2 separate regions of the Mus musculus genome follow, and region 1 is linked to region 2. The links are chromatin contacts, called in public HiChIP or PLAC-seq maps. All regions are on one chromosome and are shown on one strand. Each heading gives the region's core, a stretch centred on a gene start, on an enhancer-like site or on the middle of the called end of the contact. The rest is flanking DNA. Distances are from core to core; before and after follow the strand shown. Region 1 holds the start of Dusp14 (dual specificity phosphatase 14). Region 2 has its middle 24 kb from the start of Gm38934.

Region 1 (4,515 bases), core at 725-3,224, 280 kb after region 2:
GTGCCTGTCGTGTTTGTGTATTAATAGGGAAGTTTCCATTCTGCACCTGGGAGTAAAACCAAGCATCACAACGACCCAGCTCCTTTCAAGTTGTTTGTGAGATCCTTCTGCCTGTTGCTCAGAGAGATAGTAAGGTGCTGGCAGAGTTAACATGATTTTACCTAAAAAGCATGCTACCTGTTCTAGACAGAAACCAAATTGCTATAAACCGGATCCACTCTAAAATGATTTTGTTAGCAAGTCACTTATGCAAATACACATCTTATTAAAACGCTGGGAAGAGTCTACAAGATACAAGCCAACAGAAAGACACACAGACAGCCATTCTTTTGAAGATTAAAGGAAGACAATGACCTGATCTATAAAGTCCTAATTTTTCAGATGGAATGAGCCAAGCCTTTTTTTGTGATGCTGGGAAAATATTTTTAATCCATCTTGTTAAAAAAAGGAAAAGAAATTCCTCATGCAAAGGTATACATCTAATTCAAAGATTTCTCTTAACCCTAATTTCAATCCCAAAGTCTTGAAGGATTTCCCCGATTTAGAAGCTCCAGCAGTAAATCTGTGTGCAGCTCTATTAAGGGATCTCACAGAATGCATACCTGCAGTCAGCCAGTATCAAAGGTTTCCTTCCGAGAGGAGGACTAAGCTCAGCGGCGCGGCGCTCTCGAAAAGGATGCTGAGAAGACTCGAATGAAGCCAACTGTCTCCCGTTTTATGGGGGAAAGCCAAAAATACCAAGCAGCTATTCTCCTCCCCCAAGCGTCAGTAGGTGAGTCAGAGCTGGAGGCAGGAGTGGGGCCCATGTGTCAAGCCGCCTGTGCAGGGCTCCTTCCTCCCTCCTCCCGGGAACTCTCGGCCCTCGTCTGACCTCATGGGAATTCTTAAGGTGTCTCCAGCAAGGAAGAAGTGGTGCCTCACTCTGGGGGTGCCTCACTCCTCTGTTTCTCAAGGAAACCGAGACTAAATGCCCTTTATGAGTCCACAAAAGACAACAGCAAATTGCAGCCCTAAACACAACTTTGCAAAGAATACATACAACACCCAAAGAGTTGCATCTTGTTGGAGGGACCCGGCTTTGTAGCTGAGGCCTGCGGCTGCAGACCACTGTCCCTTGGCCTCTCTGACCTTTCATTGTCCTCAGGGAGGATGTTCTGGTATCCCATTAAACTTCAAAGTTGGTACTTTTTGGAGCAAGAACTGCAGGAAACTGCGTTAAAACTCTTGGTCCACATTTCATTAAAGTCAGTTAAGAATCCGAATCCTTGCCTCCGTTTTTTACATCTACAAATCGGGAAAGCACAGCTCTCCACCTACCTCTTAGAAACTTCACTGAAAACTACCCAGAGAACGTAAACCAAATGCCGTGGGGCTCTCCTGAGTGGAAAGTATGAGGTATTGTTTTTAGTATTATTAGACCGGGAGACTACTGGTAAAACACCCCGCCTTCTCTTGCCTCTAAGATGCCCAGTTACCATAACATTAGCCGATGCCACTGGCAACATCCACTTCAATAGAAGGTAGTTATACAATCCTAAGGCGGCTACACCACTCGGCTCCCTTCCCTACCCCAAGCCCAGTACAATTCAACTTCGCTCCAGAGCAAGGATACTTAGGAGAAATAAGAGTCAGATGTGAGCATGGTGCACACCAATCTAACACCGAGGAGAGACGCTCAAGTTGAGTTCTTGGCATAGCAGAAAGCCAAGTGTTTCCAGGGGGTGGCGGGGCCGGTCGCGGGGTGCATGCTGACGCCTGCCGGCTTGGGTTCGGGGATCCCAGCCTCTCCCGCCCCGCGCCCCGAGGTCGCCGAGCACCCGCACAAAGTTTGCAGAGCCGAGGGTCGCATGCGCCCGGGCCCCTCTGGCTCTCCCCCGCACCCCGTACCGAGTGTGCCGGTGGCGGCAGCGGCGGCTCTCGGGTCCGTGCTGCTGCGAGGCTCGCGGCTTCTGCCCGCCGGCCTCGCGCGCCTCCCGCTCCCTGCGCGCTGCCGCCCTCTTCCGAGCGCGGGCCCGCAGCGGGGACGAGCGTGGGTTCCGGGCGCCGCGCGTGCGCGCTGCGGCGCGGGCAGGTCCTCCTGGCCCCGGTTCCTACTCACCTGGACTTACTCGCAGACCCCTGCTCCTTGAAGCCGCGTTGTCCTCCGGCCCAGCTTCTGAGCTGGCGTTCGAAGAATCTGTCCAAATGCAGAGAGGCAACTGCGGGAAGAGACAGAATAAAAGGTGTGAGCGCCGCAGCCAGTGACTAATCACCGCCTCTCAGCCACCCCCTCCTCCTCCCCCGGGCGAGACAGCCCCAGGTGCGGACCCAAGGGGGAAGGCAAAGCCACTCTTTTTTGCTTGTTTGTTGAGGCAAGGTCTCACTATGTAGACCAGGTTGGCCTGGAACTCACAGAGACTCGCCTGCCTCTGCCTTTATCTCCCTAAAGCTGGGATTAAAGGTATAAACCACCACGCCCTAATTCTTCCGTCAACTGCTGGGTGGATTTTGATTGACAGGTGAGGGAAGTAACTGGGGAAACTCCAAAGGAGTTAAAGACCCCTAAACCTCTGATGCATTGACAGTACCCACACTCCTAGGTACAACGAGGCTGACTTGTGGAACCCTTGAAATTTCTTTGCTCTCAACTAGCTCTCTCGCTCTCTCCCTCTCTCTTTCCTCTCTTTCTGTCCTCTTTAGGTTTTCTCACCTGAAATGAATGGATGCAAACTGACTTTAGCGCCACCCTACTCTTCTCTTCGCAAAACTGAGGGGCGATACAGGGGCGGTAGGAACGACTTCCTCCAGCCTCTGCAGTGAGTCAGACTCCAGGAGTCCTGACTTGGCGCTCGGTTGGTCCTGTGCTCACCCAAGCAATGCCCTCGCTGTAGCAAATCGCTGACATCAGAACTGCTGAAGTCAAACTAGTATTCTTGGATTTGGGGGAGGGGACAGAGGAGGAGCACGCCGCACTTAGGGCTTACTTAACAGTTTCTAGCATCTTCAAGTAAAACCTGGAGGTTTTTGTTTTACTTTCTTTCTTTTTTTAATCTCCATTGGCCAACTGGATTCAGTCTTTTTGTGGGTGCTGCAATATCTAGAAGTTTTTGTCTGTTTCCCAGACGAAAATATAACAGCAGAGGCATTTTAGTGATAATACAGGGAAAGCTAAAATGGCCTAGACTGAAGAGATTTGATGCCATTAAAAAGCATGAGAGCTTTAAAATTAGGCAAAATTAACCATTTCATGAAGAACACAAGGAGACTAAGATTAGGTTAAAGCACCGAGTTCAAACTGCATGGGAATATATCTTTCTGGTACTATTATCATTCCGGCAGTTTATTTCATGACCTGCTTTTGACATCCCTAATGTAAAAATAGCAAAATCTCTACTGGAAGTGATTGAATGCTGTTTGTATTTCTGCATGTCCCTCTACAGTGCTTCTCTCTCACACACACACACACACACACCCGTGCTGCCACCCTTTAACGCAGTGACCACCCCCAACCATATTGTTATTGTTGTTGCTACTTCCTAAGTATAATTTTGCTACTGTTTTGAACCATAACGTAAATGTCTGACATGAAGGATAGCTGATGTGGGACCCGTATGAAAGGGTCTTGGCCCACAAGCTGAGAACCTACAGTCCTGTACTCACTTCATGACTTGGTGGCAGTCACACTCCTCCTTAAATTCCATCCAGTTTTGTTTTTTGGGATCATTTTTGCTTACATTATTACTTGCACATGAGTAAGTTCTGGGTGGGGACAAGGAGCAGGACAGCTTTTGTAGACTATGCGATATAAGCCTTCCAGGAAAAGTCACACCCTAATTTAAGAGGGAGAGGCAAGCTCATGCAAAGAGACCCTTCTCTGTGTAGTTTATGCTAATGATCTAGAGTTAAGTAGAAAGGATGGCTGAAATATCTTCTCTGTAGATCTTTGCAGGGGCCCCAAGAGCCTTTGCTGGCTTCTAAGCCCTTGATATGCAGCCTGTGTGACCAAGGAACCATTTTTTTCTTTCTTTCTTTTTTAAAAAAGATTTATTTATTTTATGTATATGAGTAGTACACTGTAGCTGTACAGATGGTTGTGAGCCATCATGTAGTTGGCTGGGAATTGAACTCAGGACCTCTGCTCACTCTGGCCCCACTTGCTCTGGCCCAAAGATTTCTTTATTATTACATGTAAGTACACTGTAGCTGTCTTCAGGCACACCAGAAGAGGGAATTAGATCTCATTACAGATGGTTGTGAGCCACCATGTGGTTTCTGGGATTTGAACTCAGGACCTTCAGAAGAGCAGTCAGTGCTCATAACCACTGAGCCATCTCTCCAGCCCGGAACTCATTTTCTAATGTTAGTCCTTTTTAGTTGATTCAAATGTATTTGTTTATAGTAGCAGTGATTGAACCTAAGGTCCTTGTGCATGGCCAGCATGCGCTGTACCAACTGAACCATATCCCCCAACTTGGTAACTCCAAATGTATTCATTTAATTTGTGTGAGTGTTTTGTCTACATGTATGTCTGTCACC
Region 2 (5,071 bases), core at 1,227-3,726:
GAAGTTACAAGGGGTTGCAAGCTGCTTTGTATGGACTAAACTTGGGTCCTCTGTAAGAGCAACAAGTGCTTTTAACCACTAAGCTATCTCTTCCTGCCTAAAGGCCTGTATTTCCCACTAACCCTCACCACTAAGTACCCATAGTCAACATCAGGAAAATAGGACTAAATATACTTTGACTTGACTAAGTTAAAACAATTCCTTGACAATGAATCACTGGTACAAAACAGGGGTTATAACTTATGCTTAGTTAACAGCAGTAGGTAATACTGGCTGTGTTTTACTTTGCAAATACTCCCCAGGCTCTCACACGCTTTATCCTAATGTATGTAAGACTCTTAGACAACCTCGTCATAGGAAAGGATATGATTTTTAAAAAAAAAAAAAAAAAAGATTTGCTTATTGCTATATGTACGTACACTGTAGCTGTCCTCGGACACACCAGAAGAGGGTGTCAGATCTCATATGGATGGTTGTGAGCCACCATGTGGTTGCTTGGATTTGAACTTGGGACCTTTGAAAGAGCAGTCAGTGCTTTTACCCACTGAGCCATCTCTCCAGCAAAATATTATTTTTACATGCTCTAACTACTTAATATTTTCATCTCATTGATTCTTTTTTTTATCCATTTAGCAAACTTTTTTAAAAAGTTGCAAGGTCTTGGATCTACAGATAGCACAGTTGAACTCCTGCAGTTTGGTATAATGGCCAGCAGGTGGAGACAGAGATCACAAAGTCATTTAGACTGGACATGAGTAGGGTGGAGTGGAGTCGGGTGGGGGTGGGTATCCAGTTCTCATTAGAAACAAGGGTGAGGAGCAGGCTTAACGTTGAAGTCACCTGGGACAACTTCAATGACTTATGGCAGTTCACAGATTCTGAGTTGAGTGGTCTGAGGTGTGTTGCCTTTGGGAGTTTTATAATAGTTGTATTACTGTTTCTACTTACAGCGACGTCTCAGACTTCAGAACACGCCACAAGGGTTGGTTAGTGTGTTGCAGAACCTTCTGGAGAATTTATGAACCCCTGATGTAGTCTTTGTCCTGGAAAATCAGTATATATCTGCCTGCTTGTGTGTGCACATGTGTGCAGATACCCGAGGCCAGAAGAGGGTCTTGGATCCCCTGAAACTGGGGAGAGCATTGGGACCTATCTGATGTGGGTGCTGGAAACCAAGCCCAGGTTCTCTGTAAGAACAGCAAATGCTCTTAACTGCTGAGCCTCCTCTCTAGCTCCATTATTTGTGTCTCTTGTTTTTTGTTTGTTTTTAGGGGGTAGGTTTTGTTTTGAGATGAGCTGTCACCAAATGCACGGGCTGGAGTTCCGTTCTCAACCGTCCTGCCTTAGCCTCCACAGTATTGGGATCACAGGTCCACACCCAGCACGTAACTCTTCAGTAGGCATTTGGATCTCTCAGCACATGAACTGAGGTTGACATGGAAGGGAAGCCCTAAGAGCTTCAGCGATTGTCCGTGGTATTCACACCATCCTTCCGTCTCCGGGATGTCCCTTGTTCCTAGGTTGCAGGCTTTTCTTCCTGGACCCTTTTCTGCTTGGCCCCATTTGCTGGGGTAGTTACCACTGGATGCTCAGTACTGGCTTGAAAACTCCCGATGGAGGGAAAACGTACTCTCCTTGCTAGCCCCATCTTTCAGAACACGCTTTACCACTCTTTTATGGTCACCTGCCTGCTTATCTGTGGCCCTCCCTGCTGGATATAAGTCACTTCCTGTCTTGTTGGCCTTTCCTCGCCTGAACAGGTCCTGGCAAGAGTCTGTTGAGTGAATTGGAAAGGAATACAACACCCCCTCGTATCGACGAGCACCGAGGCCTCGGAGGGGAGATGGTAGCCCTCATGACCAAGCTCACCAAGGGGACAGCGGGAATGGAATTCAGGTCTTGGAGGCTTCTCTATCTTATACTGTCTCCTACATGGCTTTGCTACTGTACATATGTGAAACCCAGATGTGGGGGAAATTAACATATAAAGAACGCTCTTTCCAAGCTTGGGACTTTATTTTTGCTTTTACCACATTTGAAATTCCACACATGGCTATCACTCAGATTCAAAGGTGAACGCTAAGCCAGTTCAAGCCAAGAGGCACTCCCAGATGAGGGTGGTGAGGGCTGGACCCAGGCCAGCACAAGAGGAAAGCCAGTCAGGCTGTTCTTCCTGACTAGGAAAGGGAGGAAATCACATTTGAGGAGGGAGTGGCCTAACCCAAGGCAGGGAGGTTTAGCCAAGCGGATGGCCTCTGGTGGGTTAGCTTGTGACGCTCAGCATGGTGAGCCCATAGAGAGGTCATGGGCAGTGTCGGTAGGCTTACTAGACTTGTAGGTATCCCTAAAGCAAAATAGATTTGCTTTAGGGAGCACTCAGGTAGCAGATGGAGCACGAACAGAAGGGAGGAGCTGAGGGTTCTCACTCGAGGCTTCATTGTAGTTGCTGCCCGTGTAACCTGAGCCCTGGGATATTGAAACTCCCTTCCTTGTGACTGAGGTGTTGGCCATAGAGGGTGCCCCTCAGGAGGCACAGGAGCCTCCCAGGTATGCCATGCAGAGGAGGTCAGGTAGCATGGACCGAAGAAGCTCGGCATAACTCGAGGAAAGACAATGCTGGGTGTGAATCCACAAAGCCAGGAAGAAAGCGCAGCAGGCAGTCCCTCCAAAATTTCCACACAGTCACCACATGACTCAGCAACTCCAGGTGACACCCCAAACAAATGATGTGACCAAGTACAGCAGTGCCCACAGCTGCAGCATTCGGGATAGCCCCTAACTAGCAACGGCGGCTCTGCTGGCGACCAGAGAACGGCATGATGTGTGTCTACTCGGTGGAATAATATTGGGCTGTAGAAAAGGTGAAATATCAATATACTCCATATCGTGGGTGAGCCATTAAATGCTATGCTAAGTCAAAGAAGACAGCCACGTATACTGTAGGTTTTCATTTACATGAGATGCTCAGAATAACATTTAAGTGTTTGCCTGAACAGGTGTTGGGGATAATAAGGGAAAGTACCTGAGTTGGGTTCCCAGGACCCACGTCCAATGGCTCACAGCCACCTGTCACTCCAGGGGATCCAGCGCTCTCTTCTGGTCTATGAGGGCAACTGCACTCACATGACACAAGTGTCAGGTCAGCTTGACTTCATAAGAACGGAACAGCTCTGGAACAGTAGGATTTTCATTCATTTATTCATTCATCCATTCACTGGAGAAGATATCTGGAGAATTTATCAAATATATAAGATATAATATATAAAAATCAGGCAAGTGCAGGGCAGTGGTGGTGCATGCCTTTAATTCCAGCACTTAGGAGACAAAGACAGGCAGATTTCTGAGTTCAAAGCCAGCCTGGTCTACAGAGTGAGTTTCAGGACAGCCAGGGCTACACAGAGAAACCCTGTCTCAAAAATAAAAAAGAAAAAGAAAAGAAAAGAAAAAGAATCAAGCAGAAGAAAATATCAGGGAACAAGGAAAAAAAAAGTCCTGCAGATATCACACTTGATCAGGACGGTAAGCTAATACCGTCAGTGACCTGGGGTCTCGGGGGCCAGAGGCAAGGAAAAACAGATCATGGCCGGACAGAAAGCTCTGGGCAGATTATAGTTTGGCACGAGGTGTGAAGGAAGTTCTCCCTGGGAAGACAACCTTTGAGCAGAGGCAGGCGGGGGTGACCCTTGGGGTGACCACAGAGCTGTACAGCAGGTGGCACGTAGGACACACAGGCTATCTTAGAGGGGCAGGAGGTAACAGAGCAGAACAGCAGGTGGAAACAGGAGGAGGCTGAGCGTGGTAACTGGGATGTGGGGCCTTCCTGGCCTTGTCCCCCCACCATAAAGAGGAGGGGTTTAGGAACCATGGGTGGGGAGGGCTGTGAGCAGAGCTTTGCCCTGACCTTATGGAAGGGCCCCTCTAAGTCAAGGTTTTCAACCATGGCACTGTTAATTCCTCGGGCAGGCTGGTTCCTTGTAGGTGCACTGTGGGATGTTTGTCAACATCTCAAACCCCTTACTTAACCAGACGCCAGGAAGAATCCCCCTAACTATGACAACCCAACATATCTCATGCTTTGGAAAATGTGCCCTGGAGGGCTAAGAAGCCCAAAGTGGAGAAGCATCGCTCTTCTCTGAGCCTTAGCTTGTAGGGGGCATGGGTTCAGGGAGCTCTGGTCTGAAAGGCTGGATTTGGGGGTGGTCGTGACACCTGTAGGATAACATGTCTCTCGTGCAGTGAGACAACCTTCCACCCTGGAATGAATGTAAAGAAAAAAAAAAAAAAAAGCAACACCCTTGGTTACGCTTAATGCTTTGAACAAGAACGGTATGTAAGGTGCCAGAGAAGGTACCAGAAGAATCTCTTGAGCTTTTGGCCCTGCCTCACAAGCATGGCAAGGCAAGAGTATAGAAAAGGGGAGTGGTAAGGGGCTGGAGACAAGGGAACGCGAGCCCCAGTCATCTGGGAGGGGCTCATCGATTCTTGATGCATTTCCTGAGTATCTTCTATACATGAGGCAGTTTCGCTAGCATCGTGTCATCTGAGAACAATACTTAACAGTGAGGCAAATGTTATCCTTCCTGTTTTGTGACTCACAGATTACGAAACTTCTGAGTAACATGCTCAGATCACGGTCGGGACGCATGCGCCTTCCTGTCAATGCCCGATGCTGGCTCCCTGAAGCGTCTAAGTGAAGCTTATGCTAGCTAGCATTGAAGGCAGCGCAGGTTCAAGTGGGGCTGGGAAGCAGAGCAGATGACACAGCTGCTTGCTGCTTGAATGGAGCTTGGATGGGGAGTAAATTACAGGGATTTGGGGCAGGGCTATTTCTTAAAGCATAGAGCTTGTTAATATCAGTTTTGCTTAGGGGAGGGAGAGCTTAAAAGTACGCTTGCACAGGTCAGAGGACAATGTATAGAGGATAGCTCTCTCCCACCTTGTGAATCCCAGGGATCTAACTTAGGTCATCAGGCTTGGCACAGTTTACCCACAAACTTTTCCAAACATCTCTCTCTCTCTCTCTCTCTCTCTCTCTCTCTCTCTCTCTCTCTCTCACACACACACACACACA

What was found. HiChIP or PLAC-seq counts read pairs in DNA pulled down with a chosen protein or histone mark.
Region 1: a contact with region 2 is called in an H3K27ac HiChIP or PLAC-seq map of embryonic stem cells, with 3 times the contacts expected there. The contact joins the promoter of Dusp14 here to the enhancer-like site in region 2. A contact is called at or near these places in 11 of 39 promoter capture datasets (cranial neural crest, embryonic stem cells, hippocampal neurons and 5 more), 4 of 15 datasets of contacts at CTCF or cohesin (the NIH/3T3 cell line, embryonic stem cells and pro-B cells), 5 of 484 Hi-C or Micro-C datasets (the N1E-115 cell line, embryonic stem cells and palatal mesenchyme), 11 of 115 datasets of contacts at active chromatin or transcription factors (cardiomyocytes, effector CD8 T cells, embryonic stem cells and 3 more) and 2 of 9 other capture datasets (liver and pancreatic islet).

Annotation. Positions count from the first base shown.
Region 1 is chr11:84,066,383-84,070,897 of GRCm38.p6, forward strand. Dusp14 (dual specificity phosphatase 14) reads right to left here and starts at 1,975. Exons shown (of 3, transcript NM_019819.3): 1 at 1,888-1,975.
Region 2 is chr11:83,784,840-83,789,910 of GRCm38.p6, forward strand. No RefSeq gene overlaps it. Among named protein-coding and RNA genes, the nearest start is that of Gm38934, 24 kb to the right of the region's middle. Within about 2 kb of position 2,477, at least 29 of the 459 cell types and tissues checked have an H3K27ac peak or open chromatin away from gene starts, as enhancers often do. A contact at or near this core is called in the N1E-115 cell line, embryonic stem cells and kidney, where this site is marked.